2 separate regions of the Anas platyrhynchos genome follow, and region 2 is linked to region 1. The links are chromatin contacts, called in public Hi-C maps. All regions are on one chromosome and are shown on one strand. Each heading gives the region's core, a stretch centred on a gene start, on an enhancer-like site or on the middle of the called end of the contact. The rest is flanking DNA. Distances are from core to core; before and after follow the strand shown. Region 1 holds the start of HSP90AA1 (heat shock protein 90 alpha family class A member 1). Region 2 holds the start of PPP2R5C (protein phosphatase 2 regulatory subunit B'gamma).

The links. A called contact is a pair of places that touch in the nucleus more often than the background predicts.
Region 2: a Hi-C map of skeletal muscle shows a contact between it and region 1, with 4 times the contacts expected there. The contact joins the promoter of PPP2R5C here to the promoter of HSP90AA1 in region 1. A contact is called at or near these places in 2 of 8 Hi-C or Micro-C datasets (skeletal muscle and small yellow follicle).

What each region holds. Positions count from the first base shown.
Region 1 is chr5:11,574,353-11,579,133 of IASCAAS_PekinDuck_T2T, reverse strand. HSP90AA1 (heat shock protein 90 alpha family class A member 1) reads right to left here and starts at 2,736. Exons shown (of 11, transcript XM_027458158.3): 1 at 2,542-2,736; 2 at 970-1,128; 3 at 506-872; 4 at 1-45. The coding sequence starts at 1,128.
Region 2 is chr5:11,724,776-11,729,022 of IASCAAS_PekinDuck_T2T, reverse strand. It overlaps PPP2R5C (protein phosphatase 2 regulatory subunit B'gamma), which reads left to right and starts at 1,425. Exons shown (of 16, transcript XM_027458159.3): 1 at 1,425-1,586; 2 at 2,849-2,914. The coding sequence starts at 1,560.

The DNA.
Region 1 (4,781 bases), core at 1,487-3,986:
CTTTAAGATGCAGGATAACTTTTGTTCCACGGCCCAGAGGTTCACCTAGAATGGAATTTGCAGGTGTTATTTGTGCAGGAGTATACCAGGCTTTGACTAACTCTAAGTTATCTGCTGTTTAGAAGCATACTTGTCACTCATTTCTTTACCACTAGCAAAAAACATACTGTGTACAAAACTGGGCTTACAGATACTTCCACCTTACTGTAACCATAATCTATTTTAAAGGAACTTAAGAAAAAATTCCTTGATTGCTCTGTTCCTACAGAATTATTTCCCTGCACAAGCTTAAAGCACTTATGTCTTTCTTATGATGCACTATTTACTATAGAGAATTGCCTATCATGTGCAATTACTCTAACTAAACTTAATCTGAAACATGGGTAGTGCTACCCTGATCACCTATCACTGCTCTCACTTTTTTCCCAATGCACAGAGTAGGGTAGGCATCTGAACTATTTGGTGACTCATCTTCATAAAGTGAGCAGGCACATTCAACACTCACCATTATCAAGCCTGACAGTGAAAGATCCTCCAGCTGACGACTCCCAAGCATACTGCTCATCATCATTGTGCTTGGTGATGACAGTCACTTTCTCTGCAACAAGGTAGGCGGAGTAGAAACCGACACCAAACTGGCCAATCATGGAGATATCAGCGCCTGCCTGCAGTGCTTCCATGAAAGCCTTGGTACCAGACTTAGCAATAGTACCAAGGTTGTTGACCAGGTCAGCTTTGGTCATCCCTATGCCTGTATCCACAATGGTCAGAGTACGATCATGTTTGTTTGGAATCAGGTTAATTTTCAGGTCTTTTCCAGAATCCAGCTTGCTTGGGTCAGTCAAGCTCTCATATCTGATCTTGTCCAGAGCCTGTAAAAAGAGAGGCAAGCTTTAACATTGCCCTCCTATTTCTAGAGATTTCAGTAGTTCTACCAACACAAGCCAGCCTAAGAGCTCAAGTACTTACATCTGAGGAATTGGAGATCAGCTCCCTCAAGAAGATTTCCTTGTTGGAATAGAAAGTGTTGATGATCAAAGACATCAACTGGGCAATTTCAGCCTGGAAGGCAAAGGTCTCCACCTCCTCCTCCATTGGTTGGTCTTGAGTTTGCACAGCCTCAGGCATCTGTAAGGAGAGATCAAGTTAAATTCCATTCTGAAGAGCACTAGCTTGCTACATATACCCCTCCCCCTTACAGGCAGTGACAATGGCATTTGGGATTCAAGTTATTAACTCTATGGTGCCAAATACAGCACAACAGGGACACAAAAAAACTCTACATCTGATTCCCTAGCAGTAACAATTCCTGAATTCTGAAAGAACAAGTAAACTAGATGCAAATACTTTAACTGGACTTGCCTTATATTCAGTATGATTTGCATTTACTAGTTCTGCACCCTTACATCCCCATGTGAAAGATCAAGCATATATACTGCAAAATACAGAAATACAACTGAACACATGGCCCAGAATTTGAACGGCTAGCAAGGCTGTTCTAAGGTCAGTGAATGACAATAGTTTCCATTTGGACCGTTTCCTTTTTCTCCCATCTAACTCTGCTTCTTGAACTACTACCTTCACGTGCATACCCAATCCTCAAAACTTATTTAATGCTAACTAAAATGGCAACCCAGCCCGACTGAACTTGTTCCTCTTGTCATACAGAGAGAGGTATATTCTCCGAACTTGCACAGCCGCCTGCTGCCCGAAAGATCATGAATCTGGACTGAGGGAAGCCAAAACGATTTCAAAATGAACAAAAAACCCCTTCGACCGTCTTTTAATCTCTGATGAATGACCAGAACCTATCTGCAAGGGCGCGATCCCCAGCTGCACGGCTAGCTAAGCGATGAATAACCAGACGGCTCGCCCAACCGGCTCCTTCCCGCGGCTCGGGGCAGTGCCAGCCTGCGGCGCCCCCTGCAGGCTCCCGATGGAAGCGGGAAAGGTTCTAGAAACTGCCAGAGCCTTCCCCTACCGCCCCCCCTCTCCCTCCACCCACTCCCCGTCAGCGGCGGCCCCGCGCAGCCTCCCCGATGCCGGCCGAGTCCTTCCCAGCGGCCGCCCCGCGCTGCTCTCCCGGCGGGAGCCTCCATCTTAGATCCACCTCGTGCCCCGCCGGCCGGGCTCTCCCTGAGCTCACCGAGCTGCCCCAACATCCCCAAAAACACCCTCACCCACCTCTGCTCGTTCCCCTCTCCCCCCCAGAACAACCCCTGCAGGCTGCTCCTCCCCCTCTCCACCACGATCCCCTCACGACGACCCCCCCCCCCCATGCCACCCACCATTTTCCCTTTGCTCCTCAGGAAGCCATGAGGCAAAACCAAGAATCTCTAATAATTAATTAACCACCTCGCACAGCCGCCACCTCCCCTCCCAGCCACGCGGACACCGCCTGGCGCTCAGCGAAGCGGCGGCATCGCCCTGCACCACGCGGCCCCCCCCACACCGCCCCGCTCCCCTCAGGCAGCCCCGCGCTGAGGCGCGGCCGTTGGGGCTGCGCCGCCGCCGCCTCACGGCACAGCCTCGGCCGCTCACCTTGGCAGCTAGGGGGGTGGTGGTGGTTAGGATTAAAGGGCTCTGCTGATCTCCTCAGTGAAGCGGCGAACCCGACGCGCTCTGCCCGCACCGCTGCGCCTCCACTTAGTGCGCGCCCCCGGCCGCCCGCCCGCCTTTTATACAGCCGGCGCCGCCTCCTTCCAGAACCATCGGGAACCTTCACTGGCGGCCGCGGGGGAGGGGGCGCCGGCGAGGGGAGGGGGGAGGAGGAGTGGGCGGGGCCGAGCCGGCGCCAGCCAATCGCGGGCGGCCGCGCACGGAGCGCCGAGGGCGGGCGGGCGTTGGCCGTTGGCTCCGTTCAGATGGGAGGGGGGGAGGCGGGGAGCGGGGCGCATGCGCGGTGGGAGCGCGGGGAGGGCGTTGGGAGCGCGCGCGCGGCGCGGGAAGGAGGGGCTGAGGGGAGGGGGGGGAGGGAGGCACCCCCCACCCCTTCCCCAGCCGCCGAAGCTCCTAGAAGGAGCGTGAGGGAAGGGGGCTGGGGGCTGTGGGGAGGTTGCTGCCCCGTTGGGAGGCGGGGTGGCTGCTCGCAGGGCTCAACGTGGGGCTGTGGGACCTGCCCCGCGGGCTCTGTGGTGCTGTGGGGATGAGGAGAGGCGAGGGAGCGCAGCCAAGAGGCGCGGGCGCACATAGCGATGCGGTTACCTCAGGGCTGAGGCGCTCATAGCGGCTGCTGGGCGGGTGCTGGGGGAGGCTGGTTTGTGAGAGCCCAGAGCCTGAAATCTGCTGGGGTTCGCAGGCGACGCGGCCTTGGCTGCCTAATCTGCCAGAGATCTGCTCTGGTGTTCAAAGGGCACGGCCGCAGACACCTTTATCCGAGCATTTGTGCAGCTTGCATAAAGGCTTTGATAAGTACAGGCCTGGTTACAGCGCGCAGCTCTGTGATTAACGCGTTCAGCGTTATAGTTAGGCTATTTTTACATCCCGAACGACCTGATTGGGAGCAAGGAGCTAATGCAGGTCTTCCGTGTCTCGGGAGAGCCATCTGCATCACCCGTGTGCCGGAGCAGGCTGCTGAAACTTTCTTCCTGGAGCTGATCCACTTTGGGGGATATAAATACTATGTGAATCTACGTGCTAAAACTGCACAGTGATGAAAACATCAGCCTAGAGAATCCCTGCTCTAAGGAACGGTTTTATTTTTATTAAATGAACAGAAAGGATGCACTTTCTGTAGCAAAAATTCATCCCAGGCCCGACTTTTTGGCATTTTCTGTTGTCTCTTAAATGTACCCCAGAGAGCAATCTAGTTCAGCATCTGACTGACTTGAGAACGCTATTTTTAGATGCCTAGCATGCCCTTATCCCAGTTAAGCATCCTAAATTAAACAGGGTAGCATGCCCAATGAATTAGATATTACAATGCTCAGCTCTATTAATGCGTATAACTGAAGATCCTTATGCTGCATCTGACATTCTCCACAACCTTTTATCCTGCAATTTGATCTAGATAAAAATGATTGACCTGGGGTCTACGGGCTTGATTTTGTTGCAGAGTTCTGTCTTTCAGGGATTTTTCAGTCCTTTTTGCTATCTTCTCTGACAAATGAGAAGGTACATTAAGTATATGTTTAAGACATTATGTTGGAGCAGCTGAGGAATTAAAATTACAGCTTGCTTCACTGCAATTCCTGCAGTATCTACATGAGGATCTGCATTGGTGCAATGACTTACACGGCTCTGCCCTTCTAAATGCTGGCGTTACACCTCTGCCCCAAACAGCTGGCCAAAACATGGGGTCCTGCCGGTTATTTTAATTAGAAGGAAAAATTAATAGTTGTGTCAACAGTAATGTAAACTAGCGTGAGATTAGCTGCTGCCCAGCACACGGAAGAAAACCTGTAAGAGTGAAGGTAGTTGCTCACTGAGGAAGCTGGATTTCAGCCAATGCTCAGCCTAGAAAGTTCTGCGGTCCTGCCCAGGCCACCTCTTTGCTGCTCACGCCAATTGTTTCCATGCTTTACCTTCTTTGGGTCTGGGTTTGTGGTGGTTCTCCATGTATTTCTTTTCCTTTCTCTCAAATACATGTCTACAAAATAATCTGTACCAAAATCCTTCGTAGGGTATTTTTTGTTCCTTTCTTCACATAGTGACTATGGTTTCAGTCGTTGTACAGCTGCTTTGCTCGCCTGCTTCCATAAAGCAGCTTAATGGCTTTTTTCCGCTGTCTAATAAAGTGTGGCAGTTATACCCAATGCATGTTTAATGCTTTTCTTAGATAA
Region 2 (4,247 bases), core at 176-2,675, 150 kb before region 1:
AAACTGGAACTTAACAAAGAACTGGAAGCTCTGGAGTTTATCCTCAGCTGTACAAACCCTTTCATTCACCAATCAAACTGCAGACTACAGATGGAAACAGATTTATTTCTCTTGCTATCTATGTCCAAAATCCATGTTGTTTTGTTGGTCAGAAGTCCTATTTAGTAGTAGTAACTTCTTTGTGACTGGTTCCTAACAGAAGCACAACAGTGATAACAGCACCTCAATTCTAAATCCTCAGACCAGAGAAGATTAGAGAAAGGATAAGAAGCAGACATAATTTTTTTTCTAGCACTTAAGAAGCAGGGAAGGAAGGGGCCTGAAGCAAGAGGAAGCAACTCTCTGTACTCAGTAGAATGTCTCGTAGTGCCTCAAAAAGAGGAAATTTCTTTGTCCTTTGACCACAGCAAAGGCAGAGTGTTCAAATATAGTGGATATAAACTTATGTTAGATATCATCACATCAGATACGAGTACGTATTAGAAATCCCAGTTCCTAAAAACGAGAGCATGGCTGCTAGCTAGGGCTGCCTTTGATACTCGCAGGCTGAGTAAGGAAGATCAATTTCTCTTTCATGTTGGTGTTTGTTAGGCTGTAATTTTTCTATCCGTTATCAGCACAGCACAATTAGTATTTAATAAGCATGCCCAATCTAAATTTTAAATGTTTTATATCTTGGCATTATTATGAGGATTAACATCTCCTTTTTCCTCAGCTAATGGTAGTTTGGAGCTTAGTCAGGCCAGGTGAGAAACGCAATGTGTAACTTTGCCAGTAGAAGCATATACACCTTTCTTCTTTTGTCTAAGAATATCGTTGATTTTCGCATTCTGACTTTGAAAGATTAAAGAGCAACTTCGAAAGTTGCCATCTGTAAAAACAGGCTGGAACTACGCAAAGTTCGCCTCTTCCTTACCCACCTCCTGCAGGCAGGCAGCGAGGTCCCCCAATTAATGACGACCACAAGACTTGTATGAGGCCAAATGTTTTTATTTTGGCTTTGTTTTTATTATTTTTTTTTTCCTCCCTCACACACCGGCTGCACCCGCACCTGGGACCGCTGCCCCTCAGCGAAGGGCGGGCTCCGGAGGGCGACACACGGCGAGCAGCGGGGCTGAGGCGCCACAGCCCGGCCCTCGCTGCCCACCTCGAGGCGGGGCTGGGGGCGCGGGACCCTCCCCACAACCGGGGCGGAGCCGGGGGAGCCCCGAGCCCCGCGCCCCGGGCCCGGGCCCTGTCAGCGGCCGCCAGCGGAGCGTGACAGGAGGGGGGGGGGGAGGGGGGAAGAGAAGGGGGGGGCGGCGAGCCCCGCCTCCGAGGTGACGCCACTGGAGGCGCCGTTCACGTGACGCAGGCAGCCAATGGGCGGGCAGCGGCCCCGCTCTCCGCGGGCGGGGGGCGGCGGAGGAGGGAGGAAGGGGGCGGGGGGAGGGGCTGAGGCCGCCGCCGCTGGAGCCGGAGCCGGGGCCGGAGCCTGGGGGGGGGCAGCGGCGGCGGAGGCGGCGGCGGAGGCGTGAGGCCGAGCGGGGGCTGTGCGCCTGGGTGGCCGCGGGGCGGCCATGCCGAATAAAAACAAGAAGGAGAAAGTGAGTCGGGGGGGTGGGGGGGGGCAGGCAGGCCCCGCGGGGGAGGAGGAGGAGGAGGAGGAAGAGGAGGAAGGCGGGGAGCCCCCTGCCGCCATAGGGGGGGGGGGAGCTGAGGAAGGGGCGGGCCCCGCAGGGCCTAGCCCAGGGTGTGAGGGGGTTTGGGGAGGTTTTGGGGGGGTCCCCGGGGAGCCTCGGTATGGGGAGGCCCGGCCCGGAGGGGCTGGGGGAGGGGAAGGGGGAAGGAGGTGAGGGGGAGGGCGGGGGGGCGCCCCCAGGGCTCTGTGAGCGCCGTGGGGGGGGCTCGGGGCTGCCCCTCTCGTCCTGCCCCTGTCCCTCTCCTCCTCCTCCTCCTCCTCCTGCTGCTGCTGCCGGGCAGGGCTGGGTGTCAGCCGCCCAAGGGGGTTCATGCACGAGTTGGAGGAAAAGTTCCAAATCCAGCCCAGGCGGCTTCACGTGTTGCGCTTTATTCGTGTGGCAGGTAATTAGGAATCAGGGAACCAGGGGGAGTTGGGAGCAGCGAAGTAGCCCGGCTCATCCAGCCGCTGTCCCGCTGGACCTTCGCTGTTTGGTTTGGTTGCCTTCTGCCCGCCTGCTAATTTTTCGAAGTTGCTTTGAAATTTAGATGGGTGTTGTGATTTGTGGTGTTCTTTTGGTTTCATTTTTAATGGTTTTCACGATATCCGAGCCCCCTGTGACACTAAAAACGTTTAAACTTCTCATTGCTTTTCTTAGAATTAGCAAATCTCACAAATAAGCAGTGGGTGAAAGATCCAAGTAGAGCTCTGCGAGGGAGATACCGGAGTTGTGGGCCTGTGCCTAAAACTGGACTTTCTAGTGCGTAGAACACCAGGAGCAGACAAGATAATGACGTGCACAATGCCTCCTGCGATGATGCTTGTTTCAAACTTAAACTAAGTGTAAAAGCTCCTGAGGCCAAAAGCCAGGTAGCAAGGCCAAGTTTTTAGACATGGTTCAAGTCACTTGCATTCTTACCTAGGTAAAATCTTAGCTCTGTATACTGTATGGGTGAGTTTTGAGGCATTGATACAATTCCAAAGCTGTCCTTAAAGGTGGAAAATGTTTAAAGCAACTTTGTAGAGACTGATGGTTCAGTATTAAGGTCTTCCAGTTAAACGGTATCATTTTTGTCCTATTGATTTTAATATTCTCAGAAGGCGTCTGAAATACTAATTTCTTGACTTGAAAATCTCTCTAAATCTCCTTTTCCAAGTAACTTAGACTGTGAACTTTTTTTTTTTCAGGAACCTGCAAAATCAGGCAAAAGTGGGAAAAGTGGCAAAGATGGACAAGAAAACCAAGAACATGAGGTAAAAACTACTAGAATATGTAGTCTTTCCAGGCAAATTTGTGATGACTTTTCAGAAGTCCTTCTGGACTGTTATAATTTTGAAGTGACAGGTGGAGTTTCTGGAACTACTGACCTGGTATTTGATATAAAGTCTTTTAAGACTCAAAAGAAAATGCTTTTGAAGAAGTTATTCTTATGTAGAGTAACTTTAGAGATCTAGCTTGCTTGCTACAGTCTTAAACACTCATCTGTTTCCTCTTTGGTTGCGAAGGGTACATCTATCTTATTTTCTGGTTTTATTGTGAGGTTTGGGGCTTGTCTTTTAGCTGCTTATTGCAGTTTTTAATCATTCTCTGTAATTCCTAAAGCTCTCTTCTTGGAACCTTTTGATGTTAGCAAGTCAGTTAAGTGTAAGTAGCCTGTTGTATTATCAGGAGACCTTAGGCTTAATCAAAGGCTGCCATTTTTTTTGTTGTTGTCTAATTTCTGTGTGTAGGTATACAATAGGGTGTTCTATTTTTGACTGATTATTGTGTTGTTACTGTGGCATGTTTTTTCTTCTGCATTGCTGTCTGTTTTGCCCACTAGCAAGGTGCAGTGACTTGAAAGGGGTCAGTTAAATCCTTACATGCTGCCTTTCTCACATTCACCTGGAAACACAGAATTAATAGCTCTGCTTCATCTGGAAGTCCACTGTTTATTTACTTAAAAGTCTTAGTAAAACAAAATACTCATCCAGCTTTACCACTTTTTCTCTCTCCCAAATGATTATGGGGGGGAAGGGAAAGAATGTTTTTCCTGCAGAGCGTGTAGTCTTTCTGATGCGTCTCAATGAGTTTTCATTCTTTTCTTGTGCAGAAGGATGTGTGCTACTGTCACTACAAGATTTAATGACTTTATGAATTACATTTAAATATTTTTGCAATTTCAGATAAAAGAATTCTGAATTTCGGCAGAGGGAACTCATATCCTAGCTACTAGGAAAAAAGCCCTTAGAATGAAATCAGAACCGTATCAGAGTGTAGATGTTTATAACAGTGCCAACGTATAGTTAACATATTTCATTGTGATGCATTCTGTTTTTACAGTATTGCTATAGTGTTGAAAGAGAATTACTTCTTGACTAGTTCCTGTGCAGTTGTAAGGCTTGCCATTATCAGTATCTTTGCTATATGTTGGTTGACTGGTTATTTTCTCATGCTTCTGAACAAAAAGCTGGTGAGACCAGAACTAATTTTTTTGGTCCTTCAGGATAGTGTGTAAACCTCCCACAGTAAACTAGTGAAGTGCTTTAAATGTTAACTGAAAATGTAGGTTCCTTTCTTTCCACATGTGCAGATAAAGAAAGCTCT